2 separate regions of the Anser cygnoides genome follow, and region 2 is linked to region 1. A link is a contact called in public Hi-C data. All regions are on one chromosome and are shown on one strand. The core of a region is the stretch at or near the end of the contact, and the rest is flanking DNA. Distances in the headings are between cores, read along the strand shown.

Region 1 (4,222 bases), core at 1,220-3,719:
TTCACATCCCCTGAATTACATGCATTAATTTTTTCAAACATGTAAATGACTTTTGTAAAACTTGACACTACCTTGCTGCCTAAGTTGAACTAAACCAACAGTTTAAATAGCTCAGCTCACAGCTAATAAGCAATTTAAATAGCTTTGCTGAGCTCAAGTAGCTATATCAGGTTTCATAGCACCATCAGTCACTGCCAAATCCATAGGCAGCATTTAAATGAATCATTAGCAATGGTCACCCCCCCAAAAAAAAAATCGTTTAAGTGCTAAGAGTCAAGTTATTGTCGCAATTTCTTTGAGAACCTGCCTATATGACACCAGAGCGTGCCCAGGAAGCAAATCCTGCTGGAATTCCTGGGACAAAACCTGTTCCTTCAGATACAAAAGGCTGGGCACCGTGCTCCCATCGCAGAGTGCGTCACGGGGACAGGCGAGTACAAAGGTGCCCATTTCACAGAAGGCAAGGCTGAAGCACACCCAGGTAAAGGATTTGCCAGCGGAGGTGGAGCAGGGAGGACACAAGGGGTGGCTCCTGCGTCAGGTGTGCTGAGCCCCTGCTGCAGTAACCTGCATGGGCAGACTCTGAAGTTCTCTATATCGGAAAGGTGGATGGTGAGATAACGACGGAAGACACTTACAAAATGTATATCCAGCAAACACCTCGCCTGCACTCCATACAGAGCGTACGAGTGTGTACAACCCACGCTGAAACCCCGGGAATGAATGGTGTCAGGAGCTTGATCTTCCTCCCCAGCACTGGTGTCAGGCTGAAACGACTCAATCGAAGTCAAACACGTTACATCGGGGTATCGAACCGGACCGTGGAGCAGGGCAGCACAGACAGGGGTGCAGCCACAAGCACACCCGGGGCACTCCAGACCCCCGGGCCCCAGGGAAGCTCCGCGGGCAGAGCAGCACTGTGCTGAGCCAAGGGCCAGGGCATTGCTGCCACCTGCCCCGTGGCTCCCTCCACGCCACAGCAAAACTTCACAGCTGCACTCATCCACCAGCACAGAGCCGGATCAAACAACAACGACAAAACTATTTGTTTTTAGAGACACCCGGGTAAAAAGAATGGGGGTGAGTTCCCTTGGGCTGGATGTTTCTGTCCAGCCTGGGCTCAGCGGGGCCACGCTGCTCCAGCCAGGCGTTGGTGTTTCCTTCCACAACCCCAAGCTGTAACGCTACCTCTGCTATTTCCACTGGAACTTTACATAATGAAGAAAAGCCCCTCGTAATCCTGAAGTGAAACATCGGGAGACACTCTTCGGATCTTATTTCTCCCCTCTGCCCCTGCACTCCTATTCAGTGCTGCTGGGTATCCGATTCAGGCACATGCGTGGCATTTTAATTCATTATTTATCCACACCGTCTCAAATGGTAGCACTTTGACAATAATCAACGCATCTCGAGTGGGAGGCTGCACAGCTGGGAGCAGCATGAGGATGCCCAGAAAGCGGAGAACGGTTCCTTGCCACACGGGGGTGAGGAGAGGCAAGGAAAAGGTGTGAGGGACAGCAATAGGATAAAAATAAAGCAAATTAAACGTGTGGGTTTGGAATCCCCCAAGACATTCTGGTCGAGAGGATGGGTCTCTAACCCGCATGCAGGTCCAGCCGAGAGCACCACGTTAACCCCCCCTTCCCACCGTTCAGTTCACGGACTGCTCTAACGCCAGCGAGCGGCTTTTGCCCCCTATTAAACTTGGAGGCTGGGAACAAGGCACGGCTGATTTTCGGAAAGCTCAGGCTCGATTCTCCGGGAGGAAGAAAGGAGGGGTGCGTGTGCGGGGCAGCTCTCTGCCCACACCGCCGCGCGGCTCCCGCGGTCCGGGCAAGTTGGCGGCGGCCCCCCCCCGGCGGGGAGCCCCGGCAGAGCCCAGCACGACCCCAGCGCGCCCGCGGAGCCCCCCGGGGCCGGCAGCGCTGCCCCCGCCGGGCCCCCCCCGGCTCTGCCCGGGACCCCCCAGCTCCGCATGTGGCCACCAGCAGCGTGCCCGAGCTGAGGTTGTATTTTTTTTATTTTCATTTTATTTTTTTTAAATTTTTCCCCTCCGCTGCGCTCCCACCCCCGCCGGCGCGGCTCGGGTGGGCGCCCCCCGGCCGGGCGGTTAAGTGCTTAATGAATTAATTGCCTTAACGAACCGCCGCCTCCCGGCTCGGCAGCGGCCGGGGCGCACCTGCGGAGGGGCCGGGGCGGGGGGCGAGCACCCCCGCGTGGAGCCGGGGGGAGGGGGGCGGGACGCGGGGGGCGCTGGGGGCCCGGCGGACTCACCCCATGTCTCGGCACCTCTCGGCCGGGGCGGCGGCACCCCCGGGCGGCTCCCCGCGCTCGGCGGCCGGCGGCGGCCGCGTCCCCACTTCGCACATGCGGCCGCCCCGCTCCCGATCCCGCTCCCGGCTGGCTGCGGCTGCACGGCGGCGGCAGGCGGCGGCGAGGCGTCCTGCTCCTCCCGCTCCTCCTCCTCCTCCTCCTCCTCCTGCCGCCGCCTCCCTCCCCCCTTACATAACCTCCCTCCCGGGCGGCGGCGGCACCGAGCAACCTCCCGCCGCCCCCTCGCTGCTGCCCCCCGGGACACCCCCCTCTCTCCCGGCCCCGGGACCCCTCCAGCTCCCCGGCCCCGGGCATGGGCAGGCGGCGGCGGGGGGAGCGCATGAAGCGGGGGGAACCCCCGAGGGCTTCTCGGTGCCCACCCCCGTGGATAAGGGGACGGGGGTGGGGTGGGTTTGGGGTGGGGGTGACCGGCCGGGGGGGGCCGGGGTGGTGAGAAAAGTTTGGGGGAAGTGCCGGGGGGGGGGGGACCCGAGCACCGGCTGCGCTGTCCGGCTGCCGGGAGCCGCAGCTGCTGGGGGTGGGAATGGGGGGACACGCAGCTGGGGGTGGGGGGGGGCACCTTTGAGCTCTTTTCATCCCTTTCGCCAGGGAAGCGAAGAAAAAATCCCACTCCCCCCCTTTCCTGCCCCGCCGCCCCGTGTGATTTTTATGACGATAAATTGGGACGGTTCCTTCCCACCGAGGGCAAAATGGCATCACCGTGGGAGAGCCGTGTCCTGGCTGCCCCACCGCCGGGGTGACACTGCCGTGGCACTGTCACAGGACACGAATCATACAAAATCATACAAAAGCCACGGCCCTGCTCGTGCCGGTCCTCACCACGCAGACACCGCTGCTGGGGACAAGGCACCCCATCCACACATCAGGGAGGATTTTAACTTCTCCCACACAAAGATATAATTAATACCTTGCCATCAAGAGGGATTACTTTCATCTTCCTATTACCTCGCGTAGATTTATCCTTTCTTTCACAGAAAGTTTGGAAGCTGTGGGGCAGGCTTTACGTTTGCATGCTCTAACCTTGTGTGCAGTCACCGGGGTTATGCCCAGGATCAGCTGCGGATCCCATGGGGACCATCAGGGAAGGAAAACCTCACCAGCAACCTAACACCTTCCAGCTACGCACCATGGAGCTGCCTCGCTCTCTGACAGCCAACTGTTGGATGTCTCCTGATGCCTGGAGCACCAAAACGGAATTTCAATCCTATATGCTCAAATAAAGTCAATGCAGTAGGGAAAAAGAGCAGGGTGAATACGTTTACAAAGGGCTGTGAAGCGGCCCAGCTGTTTCCCCGGGCTGTGGGGTGGCACCTCTCCAGCATACCTGCGCTTTTTTCAAGTTGCAATGGGAAGGGGACCTCGATCCGTGCTTAATCCCTGCAGTCTGAAGACCTCACATGTCCTGCTCTGCCCGCTGAGTTTCCCCTGGATAGTAATGGGAGAAGTGATAATCCTTTCACGTTCATGATGGTCTGTAGCCTTGAATATTGCTTTGACAGAACCGCTTCCCTCTCCGTGGGGAAATGGTGAGGACTGGCTTTCTCTGAGGGGAGAATACAGCAGGCAGGCAATCTTGTAGAAAAAAACTCCCACCAGAAATCGTATGAGTTTGTCTCACTGGTTTGCACCATTTACTTCATTTCGTTAAATTCCATCTACCACGCATGAGAGAGAAGTTGTCTTAGTGCTCTCTGGCTTATTAGCTCATTTTGGTGAGCGTCAGAACGCTGTGTGTTATGAACCAGCACTGTGTGGGACTTAGAAATATCCGATGGAATTGGACCAAGATGGAGTAATGCACTTACTGCATGTTTCGTGATAAGATGGAAACTGGAAATTGGAATTGAAGCTTCTTAGCTTTTTCTAATGTTTTAGTCTTTTCCAATCT
Region 2 (3,650 bases), core at 15-2,514, 40 kb before region 1:
TTTCCTCCACCCTGTCCTCAGGCAGACAAAGCTCCCCAGAATTAGCAGAAGACAGACCAGAGTAGGAGAAACACCAGCCAAACACCACGTCAGTGGCCCATCATGGCTACTGATGCAACTCCCATTGCCCTAGGAAGCTGAGGCCAAGCCGCAGAATGGATTTGCGGCTCCCAACACTTGCAAAGCCCTTCAGTCCAAGGACATGGCAGCACAAGAGCGCTGTGTGATTATGAGTCTTGGCCAGGGAAATTTAGTGGGGACTCAAAGATGCTACTGTGCATTGCACGGATTATTTAAAAGCTGTTCAAATCTGCAGCCAGCCTGTCACCTGGAGAAATATATATATAGCGAGAGACCTTCTTAGCATTTTATACGTTAAGAAGCATTATTTATGTGCATGTAAATTTTAAGCTCCTGATCTGGCATTTATGTCTCCTCCTGACAAATTGTGGTGGTGTCGGACACGTGGAGCAGCTGCTCCCGCCCGCAGCAGTCCCATACATATCTCAGTGCCAGGCAGACCAGCAGGGGACGAGAGCATTTGCTGCAGAAAGCGGCCGGGAGCTTGCTGCAGCGCAGCAAGGGCACTGCTAGCACGGTCGGGCTGGGGGTGAGGGTGGGCTGCCTGCGCCCTGCTGGGCAAATACCGCATGCCGCACGTGTAAAACACGCATGCATCAATCAAAATTTAAGGTCTGGTGCTTCCCAGAAGCCGTCTGCTGTTACTTTATGATGTGCAAAGTCTGAGTTTGCTGGGCTTCTCACCTGTATAAATCTCTGTCCCCATGCCCTTGGCCACCTCCAGCTCCTCAGATTATCATGTCTGTGCCAAAGCACCTTGACTGATAGCAGAAATTTTGCTTAACAGCTTGGTGTGCAAAACACATCACTACTTTTACAGCATCAGCCCTGCCTCTTCATCACGGCCAGCTGCACCATTAATTCTGTTTTGATTCCTGCTTCAATTTTCATGTAGCAACATTTGAGTAATGTCCTGAGACCTTTTTGAGGCATGGGGCAGGAAGGGGGAAAGGAGCAGTGGGTGCTGGAGGGAGGGAAAAGGACCCCGAGCAGGACATTAACTATAAACACTGGGACTCTCCCGGTCAATGTGAATGGCAATTAGGTTACTAGGTCACTGAAAGCAGTTTTCATTAATGGCTCATGTTTAATTTGAACTGCTTGTCCCTATAGGTATGGATTAATGCTTAAGTGTCTCCAGGGAGGCAAGGCATTAGAAAGAGGCATTATCTTTTATTAGGCCAGCCAATATGCTTGAAAGTGCAGAAGTTTTTAGGCATGCTAACCTCTTCTCATGTCTCATTATTATTCATTGTTTTCAGCAGATATTCTTCAGTTTTATTTACTTATTTATTTATTTTAAGCCAGGCTATTGATCTCTGGTTTAGAGGAGCTTTAGCATGTCCTCCTAACTCCTGGCTAAAAGCTTCAGTTATTTCCAGTAAAGCTGGCAAGCTTTTATTTGTATCTTTTATGAGTGTAATGACATCAGAATAAAATGAAACTTGATTTTACTATTCCCAATACACTTATACTTCTCTAATCTCTTCACCGTCTCTGATCTTTTGTACTAATGGTTTAATAATTAAACTGAGGAGCACGATGATAAGGGATATCTTTGTCCCATTGCTTTGCATGGCAGTAATAAGACAGATTTTCTAACATTTTCCAGACAGACAGCCGTCAGATTTTTTTTTTTTAATAGATCATTTTAAGCCATTTTCAGAAGTGCCCCTTAAGCCATCTCTCTTCAATATTCTGGCCAGAAACAGTCTTTCTGCTGGTTTTGAAAGCTTTTCCTGCAAGTAGAAGGCTGTAGTATTGGCAACAGGCCCTTCAGCAGGTCACACCGTGCAAATAGATGTGCAAATGGATCCGGAGGGGAGCACAGCTGCTCCTGAGGCCCCTGTGCCCACACAGTACTTTTATCAGATCCGTTCCTGTCTGCCCACATCGTAGCGGCCAGCATTGTGGCTGGTATTTCTAATACCAGCATTAAACTTATTCTAGGTGTGTGTTTGGACAGTGCTGGAGAATATGGCAAAATCTCTCATTAGGGTGCAAGGACCTCCAAAGGTGCTAATTCTTTCATTTGGTGTCCAAATGTGGCATTGTGTCATGCTTATCTGTTACTCAAAACCAACTATTGCCCTATGTCTACTTTAACCCTCCCATATTCCCATACTGCTTATTTAGCTATTATAAATGTCTTTTTGTCATGGGAATGGAGAATATCCACAGGTGAACTGAGCACTCCTCTACATTTGATTAAGTCTAAGAATCATAAAACATAACTGTCACCAACATCTCCTTTTTTAGAAAGTTCTGCATGTGATTGATAGACTGGCCTTAGCAACCCAGGATAGCAGATTATTGCCATGCCACCTTTATGGACGTCTCAAGTCCAAAAATAAAATAACATGTAAAGTAAACTATGCTTTGCATTTAAGAAACGCTTGAAAAAAAAATCCAGTTATTTGGAAATTGCAAGAACTTGGTAAGATACTTTTAGAATAATAAAATCCTGTAGCAATTCAATTGATTAAAAGTCTTCCTTGAATTGCAGTGGCCTGCCTCTGCTATTTGAGACACTACAAGAAACTTCTTGTTCTCAGGCTTCCTTTTGAATCAAAGCATGCAAGAGGACAGCAGCATGAGAGACTGCGTGCCATGCCCAAGGACACAATGTTTAGTTAACTGTTAAAACCTGGTGCCAAGTAGCCATGCTTCAAGTGTCAGCTATGTGCTAGATAAGTAATGCTTTTTTGTTGCATGAACAAAAAAACATCTCAGCCATTTGATGAGCACTTGGCAAGACCACTAATCTAATGACAGAGAGTGTATTTTGAACTGCTGGTTATTCATTACAAGAGGCAGCCCTACACTTTCCAAGCCTGCTGCTGCAGCCAGTCCCTGTCCCAGAGCAGCACTGCGTTAATACCAAGGTCAGGGTGCAGCTCCGGGGGTTGCAGCTCTGGGGGTTGCAGCCCTGGTCCCACACTTGAGACCAGCTCCCTGGTTGCTCATCCCCCAGCTCTGCCCACACCCACCATCCCCTGCCCAGCGCCAGGATCCAGAAGCTTTGGGCCAAAATCAATGGCTGAATGCCAGCAGTCCCAGGACAGGGGTGGTTCACTTTGCTTTTAGTGCCGCTCTCTGCAGAAATGAGCAAATAGGCCAGGGAGATGCCACAAAATACTTCAGAGTTGGATTGTTTCTGCAAACATCTGGAAACACAAATGCTTTCAGCCACACTGGGCAAGAGATCAAGATCACCACAGCAGTACTGCTGTCAGTGATCCGATTTAATTTATGGTTTTGACCATGAAGTTTGCAATACAGCCTGCTTCTATACATACAGACGCTAGAAAAATATAGGAAATACTCAACTTCCATGGATGAAAAGGACATGCAGAAGCATCCAGTCTGGAAGAGGTGGGATGGATACATGCAGTTCTTCACTCTTAGCAAACAAAATAGCCTGTGCAGAAATTCCCCGCGCCCCGTTACCTTGGTCAGCTGCTGCTCGGAGGGAAAGCCCAAACCAAACACAGTATTTGCTCTGCTGTCCGCCCACTGGCCGAACTTCTGTGATGTTTTAGTAAAGGTCATGTTGGGTGTGATTGTAC

The links. Hi-C and Micro-C count contacts between places; a contact is called where the count stands out from the background.
Region 2: a Hi-C map of liver shows a contact between it and region 1, with 1.7 times the contacts expected there. The contact joins the enhancer-like site here to the promoter of HOMER2 in region 1. A contact is called at or near these places in 2 of 7 Hi-C or Micro-C datasets (both in liver).

What each region holds. Positions count from the first base shown.
Region 1 is chr11:10,420,426-10,424,647 of Taihu_goose_T2T_genome, reverse strand. It overlaps HOMER2 (homer scaffold protein 2), which reads right to left and starts at 2,469. Exons shown (of 9, transcript XM_067003895.1): 1 at 2,275-2,469. The coding sequence starts at 2,369.
Region 2 is chr11:10,459,540-10,463,189 of Taihu_goose_T2T_genome, reverse strand. HOMER2 (homer scaffold protein 2) reads right to left here. Exons shown (of 9, transcript XM_067003895.1): 3 at 3,532-3,650. Among named protein-coding and RNA genes, the nearest start is that of HOMER2, 39 kb to the right of the region's middle. Within about 2 kb of position 1,264, at least 2 of the 3 cell types and tissues checked have open chromatin away from gene starts, as enhancers often do. A contact at or near this core is called in liver, where this site is marked.